Linked DNA regions of Sus scrofa: region 2 is linked to region 1. Evidence: chromatin contacts called from public HiChIP or PLAC-seq data. All regions are on one chromosome and are shown on one strand. The core of a region is the stretch at or near the end of the contact, and the rest is flanking DNA. Distances in the headings are between cores, read along the strand shown.

The links. HiChIP or PLAC-seq counts read pairs in DNA pulled down with a chosen protein or histone mark.
Region 2: an H3K27ac HiChIP or PLAC-seq map of alveolar macrophages shows a contact between it and region 1. The contact joins two enhancer-like sites. A contact is called at or near these places in 1 of 47 Hi-C or Micro-C datasets (brain) and 1 of 2 datasets of contacts at active chromatin or transcription factors (alveolar macrophages).

Annotation. Positions count from the first base shown.
Region 1 is chr16:24,619,505-24,623,233 of Sscrofa11.1, forward strand. All of the region lies in intron 2 of DAB2 (disabled homolog 2), which reads right to left. Among named protein-coding and RNA genes, the nearest start is that of C9, 45 kb to the left of the region's middle. Within about 2 kb of position 1,932, at least 4 of the 83 cell types and tissues checked have an H3K27ac peak or open chromatin away from gene starts, as enhancers often do. A contact at or near this core is called in alveolar macrophages, where this site is marked.
Region 2 is chr16:24,754,167-24,757,883 of Sscrofa11.1, forward strand. All of the region lies in intron 1 of DAB2 (disabled homolog 2), which reads right to left. The region is part of intron 2 of LOC102163534 (a long non-coding RNA gene); the gene reads left to right. Among named protein-coding and RNA genes, the nearest start is that of DAB2, 21 kb to the right of the region's middle. Within about 2 kb of position 1,270, at least 25 of the 83 cell types and tissues checked have an H3K27ac peak or open chromatin away from gene starts, as enhancers often do. A contact at or near this core is called in alveolar macrophages, where this site is marked.

The DNA of each region.
Region 1 (3,729 bases), core at 682-3,181:
ATGGAGGTTCCCAGGCTAGGGGTGAAATCGGAGCTACAGGTGCCAGCCTATGCCACAGCCACAGCAATGCAGGATCCAAGCCACTTCTGTGACCTACACCACAGCTCACGGAAACACCAGATCCTTAACCCATTGAGCGATGCCAGGGGTCGAACCTGCAACCTCATGGTTCCTAGTCAGATACATTTCTGTTGCGTCACAGTGGGAACTCCAAAAATTCTCTTTTTGGACACTAGGTGTCCAAAACATGTAGCAGCAATGGAATTGTTTTAAGGTATGTGGTATCCTTTATATCCTTTCACTGTTTGGGGTGAGCAGTTACAAGGGGCAAGGGAGAAAAAAAAATAGGGAGAAAAGGTTCCTTTAGTATTTTAGCATATTCCTTGAAGAAAAGGGAGGCATAGGTTGGGTTATAATAATCAAGGGCTGGTCTTCATCACAGGCCATACAATCTAAAAGGTATCTAAGTTCCCTGAAATGACTGGAAGGTAGATTCTCCCCATAGGCTCCAAGACTCAAAAGATAAATCCCTTTATAAAGGAATGTTGAAAGTTTATTGAAAAATTTTAACAAAAGTGTACCTCCAGTTACACGTGTGCCAGAGTGATATACATTCACCTTTTTCTCCAGGTTTAAAGAGAAAACCCCTCATCACAGAATCCCCAAATGCCCCAGTTATCATTTGACATGTGGTGGACAGAAGAAGTCTTGCTTTCAGACTTATGTCCCTCTGTTGGAATGATCAACTTAAATACGTTTAAAATTCAAATGCATAATGCTTCCAACAATGCTACAGAATTGTCAACTAGCTCACAAAATCTTTAGCAGCTTTTATAATGAGCTGATTTTTTGGAAAGACTTTGGGCTGAAAAGAGGACATGGGGACCCAAAGATGCCTACTCTTTTCTGTGACTGCTTTCTTAAACTAGGGAATCACCGAAGAAAGTCTAGTTTGCATCAAGATATGGGATCTGTTTTATTTTATTTAATTTTATTTATTTTATTTTATTTATTTTTTGTCTTTTTAGGGCCACACCCATGGGATATGGAGGTTCCCAGACTAGGTGTCTAATTGGAGCTGCAGCTGCCGGCCTACACTACAGCCACAGCAGCACAGGATCCGAGCCGTGTCTGAGACCTACACCATAGCTCATGGCAACACTGGATTCTTAAACCCACTGAGCGAGGCCAGGGATCGAACCCGCAACCTCATGGTTCCTAGTCGGGTTCATTTCCACTGCTCCACAACGGGAACTCTGGGATCTGTTTTAGAGCTTTAGTAAGGTAAAAGGTGTTTTTTGTTTTGTTTTGTTTTAAATATATACATATAAAGGGGAACAAGTGGGTGCAGGACAACCAGCCAGTATAGTCTTTTTCATTTACTGGGTTTAGTCCAGGGACTCTTCGGACCAAGGACCAAAAATTAATCAGGAAACACACAAGGGGTGTTATCATAAAAGAGGAATTACTAATTAACATTCAAAAACCCATACAAAAAGCCACATGAGCAGCTTCCCCTCTAAACCTAGCTGGTTAGTTTTTCTACTTTTAGGAATGGGCTGTTTCCTTCTTTGGAAGCTGGAAAAGAAATAAGAATACACATCTGGAAACAGATGAGGATCGAACATTATTGTATAGTCTTGACTCCTTTTTACAGTCCATTATACAATAGAAAGTTGTAGATGAAACTAGGCTGAGTCGATGAAATTACCTTCATTTGAGTGAAGATACATAACGTGGATTTTGGACTCAATACCAACCTCTCTGGAAGAATGTGGGGATGATGTCCCCTTTCCATGGCACAAGAATCAGATGACCAGGAGAGATTTTGCAACTTTTTTTTTTTTTTTGGTTTCTCAGAAGGCTCTGAGAAATGTATACCAGAAGACTGTGAGTCATTTTAGGATGACTATGTCCTTTGCAGTAGAAAACAATCTGTGCTGTAGTTTATTTAGCCCTTAAAGTGATTCATGCAGGGACTAAAATCCAGGAATACTCAGAATAGGGACACATTTTCATAGGGACAAATTTTGCTGGTGCATCCTATTCCTACTTACCTCTTCCATCAGTAGGAAAGTACTGACATCAGCAATGATATGAATTAATGATTACAGGGGTCTAAAGCAATACCATGACGAGTTTACCACCTCCCTCCCAGTCTATTATTTTACCCTGTTTTGCTGAGCAGAGGGGGATTTTCTTGATCAGTCTCAAAGCTGGTAAAAGGAATCATTCATGTTAAGAACATTTTAACTGTAACCCCCTTCCACAGATGGGGAATGTTAAGGGGAATGGGACAAACACCTAACCTACCAAGCCCTTAAAACGCTTATCCTGGAAGTTCTATGACATAAATGTGTCTCTATTTTATGAATATTAAAATGTACTCAGGAACACAAGATCAATCACTAATAAGCCACTGCGTTTATTGAACATGATCTGTGTTCCCTTTCCAACTATATATGCTGCTGCTCTTTTTTTTTTTAATTCCATTGTTTTTTTTTTTTTTTTTTTTTTGGCCAAGTCTGAAGCATGTGTTCAATTCCTGGGGGGCCAGGGATCGAACGCTCGCCATAGCAATGACCCCAGCTGCTGCAGTGACTCTGCCCGATCCTTAACCCTATATGCCACAAGAGACCTTCCTAATATCAGTGATTTTAACCTGTATTTTATAAACCACTTTCAAAGTCATAATCTTACTGATTTTAAAATACTAGTTAGTGGAGTTCCTGTCATGGCTCAGTGGAAACGAATCTGACAAATACCCATGAGGACGCAGGTTTGATCCCTGGCCTCACTCAGTGGGTTAAGGATCCAGCGCTGCCGTGAGAGGTGGTGTAGGCCGCCGATGTGGCTTGGATCTGGCATTGCTGTGGCTGTGGGGTAGGCCATCGGCTGTAGCTCCAATTCGACCCCCAGCCTGAGAATCTCTATATGCCATGGGTGCGGCCCTAAAAGAATTTAATAAATAATTAGATACATTAAATTAAAAAAAATACTAGTTAGCTTTTCAGAAAGCACTACATAAACTGAACACAGGAAAGGAAATTAAGGAGAATCCAGAACAAAGCAACATATCCTTGCTAAAGTGTCCAGCATTTTGTATGGGTCAGAAATGTGTTTCTTTGTCCTTTGGAACTTTATGCCTGTCTCAGCTGGGGTACTGAACTAGGACATGTGAAATATTAACCTCTAAGGCAGCTCCTGGGGTCCAAGAGGGCAGCAAACAGCCTTCACCACTATCTTTAAAGTAGCCTTTTGAGAAAAAGGGATGCTTCCAGAAATGATGCAGCCAAATTTCTGATATTTGATGTAAAGCCTAAATTCCTTAGCTCAAATGCCTATACTTTTTACAAAGGCTTATTCTATTTGCAAAGGCCAAGCTGAGTAGACAGTAAGATTTTTGCCACCTATTTAACTGGGGAAATGAGGCTATGTTAATACACACTGAAAAGAAGTCCTTAGGAGATTTTCTTATAAATGCTGACACTGCCGTAGGGGCCTCAGGAACAAAACATGCCTGGTTCAAGGAGGTATACCCTAGTTATGCATTTACAGAGAGCACATACCATTGCTTTTAACCCCTGGGAAGGATGCTACAGGACTTACAGGACCTGTAAAGCTCTGAACCAGAAAACTTTCCCCTATGTTTGGAACCAAGTCAGACCAGAGTTAAGAATTCCCCATATAGTTAACTGTTTTTCTTTTCTTTCTTTCTTTCTTTTTTTT
Region 2 (3,717 bases), core at 20-2,519, 130 kb after region 1:
TCAGGGGATATATTTTTAGGTGGTAATCCTCAAGGCCATTTCTGACTTGTACATGAACTCTTTAAAATTAATCCACTGGGCGACTGGATTATTTAATGCAAGGAGTGATTAAAGATGGTACCTAAAACAGGTATCATGATTCCAAAAGTGCCTGACTTTTCCCACCACTTTCAAGGTGTATTAATGGATGTGACAGCTTTAAATGACTGGTGAAATAAGAATTCAAGCTATGGTTTTTAAACATTTTTGTGGAAAGATTTTAATGCATTTCCCAGTAGACAGTTCAGCTGAGATGGTCTTTTATTATCTAGCATGGATGATTTAAGAATCTACATTTTAATAAAGATACAAATGAACTTATTTAAAGAAACAAATAGATTCACGAGACATAGAAAACAAAGTTATGGTTACCAAAGGGGAAAGACGGTGGGGAGGGATAAATTAGGAAATTGAGATTAACACACACACACTACTGTATGTAAGAGAGATAACCAACAAGGACCTACTGTATAGCACAGAGAACTATACTCCATATTTTGCAATAACCTATAAGGGAAAGAATCTCAAAAAGAGTAGATATATCTGGGTATATGTATAACTGAATCACTTTGCTGAACACCTGAAATATTGTAAATCAACTATACTTTGATAAAAATAAATAAAAAATAAAAATTTTAACAACAAAATCTATGTTTAATAAACACATAAAAGACACACCCTACTTTAGCTATGTGTGATTATATGTAGGTCTGTCTGTACATACAGATGTACATATACATGTATAGTTTTGACACATCCCACTTTAGCTATGTAACAGTATCAGTATCCTATATGTATGATTTTAAACTCTATTTTAGCTGTGTGTTGGTTTTTCCCCTTCTGACCATATAATTCTATTTTAAATATGAAGTAAAATGGCTTAAGATATTAATTATAGAAACAAGCTTCCCTGAGTCATGCAGTGACCTTCCTCTACCCTACCTCCACCCCACTGCCTCCCACTGTTATTTTTGCATAACCCACTTTCTTTAATGAAACAGAGATTTCCTTTCCAAGAAATGAGCGCAAGCTCAGACTGAAAAGATGAAAATGCTGATGGTAGTGTCTAGTCTATCCAAGTTCATTTTTCCAGGTATGTGTTCTCTATGCACTGTCATTCTGCTGGTGGCGTAAGAGTCAATTCTTACAGTAGAATTGTCTCCTATCTCTAAGGAAACCAAGAATGACCATTAAGAAAAAAATACATATGAAATTACACTGCTGAGAATTTTTACGCCCCCCTCCTCTGACGGTAGAAGGACCGTTGTCTTGCAAAGGCAAAACTAGCAAGAATTTTACACTTTTTGCTTAAACATTAAACAGATATATGTCCATTTAAAATTTCTGCCCTGAATAAAGTAGACAGATGGATTTTACCTCAGGAAAAGGTGGAACGAATTTCCTTTAAGTGTGAGCTGGGTAGAAGGCACTGTTTTGTCTTTTCATCTCAGGTTTGATCTAGAGGAAGTAAGAGGCTTTATCTCTGAGTCTGAAGAATTAAAGGAGGATGAAAACGGGATTACAGTATTTGATACGGACTCCCTATTGTTTTGTGTCATGATTTAAATCATTTGTTCACAGTTGGTCACAAGACCTCAGTCTCTATTCCATGCTAGGAATGTATTCTTTCAAAAACAGGAAGCAACACTTGAAGTAACTGCAGATTTACAGTGACTACCAGGCTGAGCCCTGGTCTTTGTCGCTGCTTTCCTGTTGTGGTCTGGAGGAAGTGGCAAAGAGAAAAGAGAGAAGGTGGGGGAGGCGGCTTAATTACAATGAAGGGTTAGACTGAGCCTGACTCCATCTTAGTGGACTGGGTGATGAAAACACTTTAAACAGTTGCCAACAGTTTAAAACAGTTGAAAGTATGTGACATCTCACCTACATCAACAAGCAGGAGTTAAAGGTTAAATCACACACACTCAAGTGCTGGGAAAAGGATATGTTTATGTCATCAACTTTCTTTGTTCTAGGCCCACCCTATGTCAACAGGAGGACAGACACATTCCCTGGTTGGAGCCATCAGGGACAATAGAGACTGATCCACAATTTGTGCATGACAAATCCCCTCCTATGCACTTGTAGTTTGCTCCTAGTTCCATGGATTTCTTCATGGTTTTCTACATATTTTCAAATAGCTATGTATTTAGAACAATGTGATTTTGATCTTTTTTCTTTCTTCATCCAGATTCTTGGGGTCCCAAGTATGAAGCTTATTTTACTTTGTTTGTCTTTTTTTTACAGCCACTCCCTCAGCATATGGAGGTTCCCAGGCTAGGGGTCAAATCAGAGCTGTAGCTGCTGGCCTACACCACAGCCAACAACAATGCGGGATCCGAGCTGCATCTGTGACCTACAACATAGCCACAGCAACGCCAGATCATCAGCGCACTGAGTGAGGTCAGGGATAGAACCTGCATCCTCATGAATGCTAGTCATAATCGTTTCTGCTGAGCCACAATGGGAACTCCTAAAGCTTAGTTCAAAAGGAGAAAAATCTTGGAAGGGGAAGGTTTTTTCTTTTTACCAGCTTTCTATGTTGACTCCAAATTCAGTGAGTACCCACTTTAAAATCCTTTAGGTGGTATGGGTGTATAACTGGTGCTCACACATGAGAAGGACTTTTTGGGAAAAGCATTTAGTGCCCTTCACAAAGTTCTGAAAGGTTGAGTAGGAGATTTCTTGACCAAGTTAAGAAATATTTAATTTTTTTTTTTTGTCTTTTTGTATTTTCTAGGGCTGCACCCATGGCATATGGAGGTTCCCAGGCTAGGGGTCTAATCAGAGCTGTAGCCACCGGCCTACACCAGAGCAACAGCAATGCCAGATCCGAGCCACGTCTGCAACCTACACCACAGCTCACCGCAATGCCAGATCCTTAACCCACTGGGCGAGGCCAGGGATCGAACCTGCAAACTCATGGTTCCTAGTTGGATTCGTTAACCACTGAGCCACAACGGGAACTCCAAGAAATATTTAAATTGAAGTTCTGAAGAAAAGAAAATATACCTAAAAGAGCTATGCAAAACTATCATCAAGGAGACCAACAGGTATGTCATGGAAGGAAAAAAAAAATGTATAGAAAAACGCTTCTTATCTTTTGTCAGATCAAGGTCCCTTTCTAGGATTTGGTGAGAGCTATGGATTATCTGTTTGCACTAAAGTTTGTGTCTGTGCTCAGGAGAATCAGAGACTCCTTGATGACCTTCCACAGAAGTCCTAAAGGTCCATGGACCTCACTTAACTGCCTCTTTGTGGAACGTCCTTCTAGTATAAGGCGACCAGCAAAGGCAGCTCCCATGCTTCCTTACCATATTTTAAGAGTTGAACCAAAGGTTAATACATAACAGGTAAGAATAGGTATAGTCAAACCTCTACAACTAAATGTTTTCTAAAAACAAGATTCTAGACCCTGAATGGTGCTTGGTGAGCAAATCTTTCTACCTTCATATATTCTGCTACCTATAGATTTTGGACACTCATCAGTTGCTAGATTCTTTTCAAATGTGAACACTGTCATCTAAACCACAATGAAAGTTGCTTGCTGTACTTATTTTCAGCCTAGCAAACATCTGCCCAGGTCTGTGGACTTATTTTCATTCCAATCTCTGTGTTAGGAATATGTCTAATTTGAGATGGATATATTAAGCAATGATCATCTTATACCATGAAATACTG